Linked DNA regions of Macaca mulatta: region 2 is linked to region 1. A link is a contact called in public Hi-C data. All regions are on one chromosome and are shown on one strand. The core of a region is the stretch at or near the end of the contact, and the rest is flanking DNA. Distances in the headings are between cores, read along the strand shown.

Region 1 (3,893 bases), core at 713-3,212:
TAAAAGACAAGTGTGGGCGACGGTAGGGAGAAACTGGGTCCCTTGCTGCACTGTTGGTGGAAATGTCAGCCATTATGGAAGACAGTGTGGAGGTTCTGCCAAAAAATTAAAAATAGAATTAGCATATGATCCAGCAATCCCACTTATGGGCATTTATACAAAAGAATTGAAATCAGGATCTTGAAGAGATACTAGCACTCCCACATTCACTGCAACACTATTCACAATGGACAAGACGTAGAAACAACCAAAGTGTCCATCAACAATGAATAAATAAAAAAATGGTGCTATCCACATACACGGTGGAATATTATTCAGCCTCAAAAAAGAAGGAAATTCTGCAACATGCGGTAGCTTGGATGAACCTTGAGGATATTACGTGAAGCGAAATAAGCAAGTCACCGAAAGATAAGTCCTGCATGATCCCACTTATACAAGGGATCAAAAATAGTCAAATTCATAGAATCAGAGTGGAATGAGGGTTTCCAGGGCATTGGAGAAGGGGGAACTGGGAGTGAGTAATCAGCGGGTGTAAAGTTTCAGTCCAGCAGGATGAATAAGCTCAAGAGCTCTGCTGTACAACATTGAGAATGCATCTCATAAACTGTTCTCACCACAATAAAATAAATACAAACATAAAATGGTGGGCGCTGTAGCACCGGGGGTCATCATTTAAAACTTGCCACTGCCATTGACCATTGTAATCTCAGGCAGTGACTTAGCCTTCCTAGGCCTCAGTTTCCCCATCTGTAAAGCGATAAGGATGCTCGTATGTCTAGGCAGTTGTGGGAATGAAATGAATGATCACTTTGCCTGGTGCCTGGCATGCAGTAGTGTTTTAGTGTGGCTAAGGCATTTTATCAAGTCCATTTTCTTACGGAGGACAATACTAAAACTTGTTTAAGCATGTGATTGGATGTCTTCTTATCATTTGGATATTTTGAGGAACAGAAGTTCTTCCAACACCATATGGATGAGCTAATGTATGGCTAAAGAGTTTAATGTGCACACAGGTCTATTTTTATGTTCCCTGGCCTCTCTTGGCCAACATTTACATACTTCCCTCCCCACAATTATTTTTTCTTTTTACTTTTTTTGACACAGAGTCTCACTCTGTGCCCAGGCTGGAGTGCAGTGGTGCGATCTCTGCTCACAGCAACCTCTGCCTCCCGGGTTCAAGCAATTCTCCTGCCTCAGCCTCCCGAGTGGCTGGAATTACAGGTGTGTGCCAGCACACCTAGCTAATTTTTGTATTTTTGGTAGAGATGGGATTTCACCATATTGACCAGGCTGGTCTCGACCTGCTGACCTCAGGTGATCTGCCTGCCTCAGCCTCCCAAAGTGCTGGGATTACAGGCGTGAGCCACTGGACCCAGCCCTTCCCCACATTTAAAGTATCATCAGTCTGTAAGTTCTTAAATTGTGTTGGCTGTTAAAAAAGAGAAAAAGATTGAAGAAGAAATGTGCACCAAAGAAAATCTCTGCATGGAGTCTGTCAGGTGAATGGAGGAGGCTAAGGGCTTTTGAATGACATGTCTTGTAGTTGACAGCCCTTAATCTTCGAAGGCTCTTCCATTCCGAGGTGTCCATGGCTTCTTCTTTAGTGACATGATTAAAATTACCTTAAAAGATTTAGGGATCTGCATAGAAATGTCAACTCAGAGCTCTGTATAGATTTACATTAGCTTAGAGGCAGTGAATCCATTAAGAGGTACATTTCTGGTGAAATTAACCAGTGTTTCCCTAATGTGAATTTTCGCCATGGTGTTGTCTCAGAAAAGCATCATTTAACCACCCCTACCTCTAATAGTTGTAGAAGTCCATAGACAGAGCGATATTCATCATCTCTATTATCTGTTTAGCTACAGAGGATTCTTTGCCAAATATGCTAATTAATTAGCTCTGTACTTCCAACTCCAGGGTGATTGTCTCTCATTAGAGGCTGAAGTGGCCCCTGCGTGTGGTTGTTCAGTAGCTCAGTCGGATGCTGCTTTGGGAGGCGATATAAAGAAAAACAACATCAGTATAATTATAAGCCAGAAAAAAAGAGAACAAAACAACTGTCAGAGTCAGATGCTTGTCATGTGATTTTATAAGGCTGGTGTGCCTGTTCTTGAGACTTGGTAAATGGAAGGCTTGAGATGTGGCCTATTATTGAAATAAGAAAATAATACCCTTATGGTCGATACCACTGACACAATCCTGAATGCAGGAGAAAAATAAAAACCAAGCCCTTTAAAATCCATTTGCCATTTTAACTGTATCTCTGCACTTTGCTCTTCGGCAATGCCGTTTTTCAACTCGGTTGTGGGATCTGATTTAGTTTGGAGCTGCTGTCTGTATCATTTTGTTATGGTTAATGCTATGCCAGGGACAAGCGAAGCGTAAAAGGCCATCTTTGTTCTCAGGGCAGCAATGATTTCTATGTCCTTAAGGTTGGAGAAACACAGGGATATTCTTATTTTGTTGGCTGGAACATCAAAAAGAATAAAATAAGCAAGTAGTAGGAACACAATTATACGTGTGGGTTTTTTAAAGAGACAGAGACAGACTGCATGGATACTTCCCCCACCTCCTCTGTTGATGTTTGGCTGCCTCTACAGAAAATCCACATCCTTACAGCTTTGGCCAGCCTGGGTCCCCCGCAGAATGCCAGAGTCCCTTTCTGCCCTGTCCAATCACGCTCGGATACCTGACCAGACATGCGTGCGCAACCCTCACTATCAGGAGAATGTCTGTGTCTGTGACGCTGAGGAACATGAGGAAGCCAGCTCCTCCCAAGAGCATGGTTGGAGCAATGTGAGCTTCCATGCAGCTGAAATCTTTACGGTTTCTGGCGTGTGCAGGGAGCCCAGTGAGGTCAAACCAGCGTCTGTGACCCTCTGCTCCCTCTCCCTTTCCCATCCCCCTGCACTGACATCCACATTTGGCCCAAACCCTTTCCTAATGCTGTAACATAGTTCATTAAGACAGCCTTAATGAGCTGATAATTAGTCTGGTGGGAGGAGGTGAAAAGGGAGGGGGCGGAAATGCCAGGCTCTGAGAAAGTTGAGCCGGCTGGGGCGTCTTAGTGAGCCCTAGAGAGCTTTTTGTCAACAAAATGGATCATGCTTGCAGGCAGTAAAACTTTCAAATGACCTTCATGTCAAAATATTAGGCTGCTATTTTTTGCTGGATGGTGGTTTCATAAACATAAAAAGCACACATATCATTCAGAGTATAGCAAAATTTGTCTCGAATATGTGGAGCTCCCCCTCTTTATTTTTTTCCGAAAGACTAATGTAGCCTCCATGTAGTGGAGAAAAAGACAGAATATCCCAGCCTTACACTTCAGCTGAAATAGATATTTACGGTAGGCTTGTCTGTGCTCCTCAGCCTTTTTTTTTTTTCTTTTAAAGGAAACACTAAACTATATACATGGGTATATAAATAGATACAAGAGAAAGATATAAATCCTACAGAAATTTTGCTTATTTTCATTCAGGAAAATTGCCCACTGAATTTTGCCATTTACAGAAAAGGCAAGGACAATAATATGATACTCCCAGTCAGAAGACAGAGTTATGATGAACTGCTGAAAGTAACTCTTCTTAATGAGAGAAAAAAATCATCAGGACTCTGGATAATATATATTTTTTCTCTGTTGAAATCATTTCTTCTCAAAGTTAAACGTCACAAAGGCAAATAGATGTTTGAATTTTCACTGTCTAAATGACAAGAAATGTAAATGAATACGGTCCAAAGAATTTGTTGTTTATCTTCCTCCTAAGTGTCGGGGCACACCCTTATCTAGGGAACACCAGGCTGAATGAACAACAGAGGACTGGGAAGGCATTTAGGATAAGGACACAGTTTGGGGAACTGAGAAACAATGTCAATTGGAGACAGAAAAT
Region 2 (3,893 bases), core at 1,010-3,509, 420 kb before region 1:
TAACAGTCTAACCTAAGCCCAACTTGTACTGATGATTAAATGAGATATGTATGTAGAACATTCGGCATAGTGCCTAGGAGCTTAAGAAATAAGCAGGCCATTAAGAAGGGGGTTGCATTTTATACTAGCAGCATCAAAACCTTGTGTAACTATTTTTCTAGGTACTGAAACAGCATTCATTACTCAGAGACCAGAGCTTTTTTTCAAGTTACTATTCCCTGCATTTAGAAAGTTCATCTTTAAATAGGCAATTCAGTAAGTAAATATTCTATGGCTCTAAAACAGATACTGCTGTTGGAGAATTTAAAATATCTGAGAGTTACATTTTTAACGTTGTCTACCAAGGCTATTACATTTCCTCTGTCAAAGTAACTTAATTTTACAAACGAACTCTGTGCTTGTTAAATGAAAAGGCCAGAAGCTACTGGCCACTCAGCGTTCGTTTGAAATTCTTGTAGTGCCTTCAGTACAACTCAAACTTAGAGGTGATTCTCAGAATTCGTGTGAAGCAACATTTCACAAAAAAAATCACCTACGTTCACTATTAAGTCAGAAGACAGAATGATTAACAGTAAATTTCAGCCGCGAATTACTCAGTATCAATTGGATATTAAATAACTGCATTATTTTAATGGAATGTTATAAAGGATTTGCAACAAAATGCAGATGCAGATGTAGATTTAGGGACTGTCGACTTCTATAGATCAAGGAGGACTTCATTGTTGCAGCTCAGAACATTCTTCCAAACAAATCTAAATGTTGGAAATCCACCACACTGCAGAGAAAGACCTCTTGCCTCCGTATTCTTTCTTCATCTGTAAAAATGTTGACTTCTGCTTTTCAGACTACGCGCACAGGCTCTTTCCTACTGCGGCTTCATTCCCTCACGGAACACTGATGCCATCGCGAAAGAAGCATTTCGAGCACGACTAACGCTCCCCTTATAATTTGCTAAGCCGCTGCGCTCGGGTCTCGCTACGATTTGCTTTCAGAATAACGAGAAGGTGCAACAAGATCGCTTCCCTGGCGGCGCGTCAACCGCTTGGCCCAGACCCCCCACGCCCGCCCACCGCCCCGTGGGTGCGCACGCGTGTCCGCGCACGCTTCCCCGCCTGGCGAGCGCGAGGCTTCTCTCCGCCGTGCTGCTTTCCAGCCTCTCAGCAAATCACGAACACGGAAGGGAGCCACGGCGGCGACGGGAGGGGCGTCGCGCGTGGTTCCCTCGGCGACAAAGCGGGAGCCCGGCGCGACGGGCGCCCTACCCCGCAGAGGCGGACGCCGCCGCACGCGCCTCAGAAAGCCTCAAACTCCAGTCCTCGGCTCCCCCGCCACACCCCCGCCCCGCAGCCAAGACCCGCGAGGTGGCGGGCCCGACGGCCAGGGCAAGCCCACCAGCCCTCCGCACCGTGGGCGACTGGCCAGCACCCGGCCCTAAACGGGCAGCCCCAGCCCCTAGGCGGCTGCCGCCCCCAGCCCCGCCCACGCCCCACGCAGGCGCGCTCCGGGCCCCTTCCCTCCCCCACCGCGCGCTCGCGGGGCCCGGCGGGGGCGGAGCGACCCTCGGAAGGGGCGTGGCCACGGGGCACGACGCGCGCACGCGCTCTGGAGCCCCATGGCTACGTGTCGGGCCACGTGATGCCCACCCCGAAAGTCCCCCGTGAAGCAACAGGACGTTAAAAAAAATTTCTTTTCTGCGGGGTGGATGAGAGGTTCTGAAAAAACTATAGTAACGGGAGGCGAGGCGGAGGCAGCGCTGGCGCGTCCCGCTGGAATTCCTCCCGCCTGCCGCGCCAGCCCCAACCGCGCCCGAGCCCCGCGCCCCCCCGCGGCCGTCAGCCCCGCAACCCACACCCACCCGCCCCGGGCGCCCCGCACGGCGGCGACCCAGTCCCTGCGCCCAGGCCCGGGGCCGCCGAGCGCCGCCGCCCGTCACGCTCCCGTCGCCCCCGCCGCCCGCCCCGCCAGGGAGGCAGGGAGGAGGGGGCACGGCGCCGGCTGCTGCCCGGGTCGGGGGGCGTCGGGCAGCGGGAGCGCGCCGGCCGGGCCCCGCTAACGGCCGCCCTGCGCGGCCCCGCCCGCCGCCCGCCCCCGGCCCTCCCCGCGCCTTCGCCCCTCCCCCCCCGCCGCTGCTGCCGCCGCCGCTGGCAGCGCCGCCTGAACTGAGGCGAACTCCGCCGCCAAGTGAGTGAGGAGGAGGAGGAGAAGGAGGAGGAGGAAGAGGAGGAGCGCAGTCAGAGCGCGGCGGCAGCGGCAGCGGCAGAGGCGCCGCGGCGGGGACCAGCCCAGAGAGACCCCCCGAGCCCGCGGCACAGGCGGCGGCGGCGCTGAGCGGGCGCGACCAGCCGAGCGAGCGGCGGCCCCGGCTCCTCCTCGTCCGGCGCCAGCGGCCCGCGCCCTGCGCCCGCACTCGGCCAGCCGAGACCCGCCTCCCGCCCGCCCGCCGGCCTCGTGAGGGACGCGCCGAGCCGGGCGGCCGAGAGCGGCGGCGGCTGGGAGCGCGTCGGGCCCGGGCGGAAAGTGCCTGCGGGGGGCGGGCGAGCGCGCGGTGCCGGCCGCCCCGGGGCTCGGCGCGGGAGCCAGAGCGGGAGCCGGCGCGGAGCGGGACGCCGGGTCCCGAGCGGCCCGCGGCCGGGGCTCGCCCCCGCCCCTCCCTCCTCTCCGGCGGCGGCGGCGGCGGCGGGCGGAGTGAGCTGCGGAGCCTGGAATATGGTCGGGGAAATGGAAACGAAGGAGAAGCCGAAGCCCACCCCAGATTACCTGATGCAGCTGATGAACGACAAGAAGCTCATGAGCAGCCTGCCCAACTTCTGCGGGATCTTCAACCACCTCGAGCGGCTGCTGGACGAAGGTGAGCGTCTCCGGGGCCCCGGCCCCGGCCCGATCCCCGCCGGGGCGGCCCCTTTCCCTGCTTGGGATGGTGGGGAGGGCGGGAAGGTCACGGCCGGGCGGGACCGCGCGCCGGGGGGACTGGGAGGCCAGGAGGGCGCACAAAGGAGGCGCCGGGCCGGGCTTGCGGCGGCGGCGGGCGGGCGGGCGGGCCGGCGGGCGGGCCGGGGTGGACCCGCCGGGGCCGGACGCCCCCTGCCCGGCCCGGGACCCCGCGCCGCTGGCGCCCAAGTTTGTGCGCTGCGGAGGGCTGCGGGGCGAACCCTGCGGCCCCTCTGGCTTTGGCGGTCACATTTCCGAGAGGCCAGCGGGGGCTGCGCGGGCTCGGTGGTCCTCGCCAAGCCCTCCCGAGAGCAGGCCCACGCCGCGCCGCCGGCCTGGAGGACGCGCGTGTCCCCGGCGCGGGCCCCGCTCCTCTCCTCGACCTCCTGAGCTTGCTCTGCGCGGACCCCCGCTGCCCCGCGTTCGGGAGCTCTCTCCCTCCCATGAGGACTAAAGCGGGGTTTCGTGCTTGGGGAGTTGGAGCAGCTGGTAAATACTAAGTGGAAGTCAGAGTGGGGCTCGTTAGTTTAAAGAAATTCCATAGGAGACCGAAATTATGCTGGCGTAGCCGACAAGGAGGACGAAGTGACGGCGAAAAGCACTTTTTTCCCTTTTGTTTGGGGAAGCGAGAACTGTTAGGGAGTTGAACTTCACTTTTCGGGGGTGGGGGGGGGGTGGAGTGCGAAATAACGCGATGACAGATCGGAGCGCAGCCTGAGTTAGGAAGAACTTGGGCGGAGGGTTTGCTCCCGGAGACGCAGCCGCCCGAGTTTGTAGGACAGGGAATCGAGACGTTTGGAAAGGGCGAAATAAAATTGAGCCGAAGTTTTCAAAAAGCTTTATGGAGCGCTGTGGGGAGCGAAGAATGACAAGAAGATTAATGTTGACCAACTCTGGAATTTCCTTAAGAAGTTCTCATAGCAGTATCTGGAGTATTAATTTCTAGTAGCTGTGGGTTTCTGTGG

What was found. Hi-C and Micro-C count contacts between places; a contact is called where the count stands out from the background.
Region 2: a Hi-C map of fetal cortex germinal zone shows a contact between it and region 1, with 3 times the contacts expected there. The contact joins the promoter of QKI here to the enhancer-like site in region 1. A contact is called at or near these places in 2 of 14 Hi-C or Micro-C datasets (fetal cortex germinal zone and fetal cortical plate).

What each region holds. Positions count from the first base shown.
Region 1 is chr4:8,307,345-8,311,237 of T2T-MMU8v2.0, reverse strand. No RefSeq gene overlaps it. Among named protein-coding and RNA genes, the nearest start is that of QKI, 420 kb to the left of the region's middle. Within about 2 kb of position 1,962, at least 11 of the 40 cell types and tissues checked have an H3K27ac peak or open chromatin away from gene starts, as enhancers often do. A contact at or near this core is called in fetal cortex germinal zone and fetal cortical plate, where this site is marked.
Region 2 is chr4:8,731,232-8,735,124 of T2T-MMU8v2.0, reverse strand. QKI (QKI, KH domain containing RNA binding) reads left to right here and starts at 2,259. Exons shown (of 8, transcript XM_028846996.2): 1 at 2,259-2,848. The coding sequence starts at 2,707.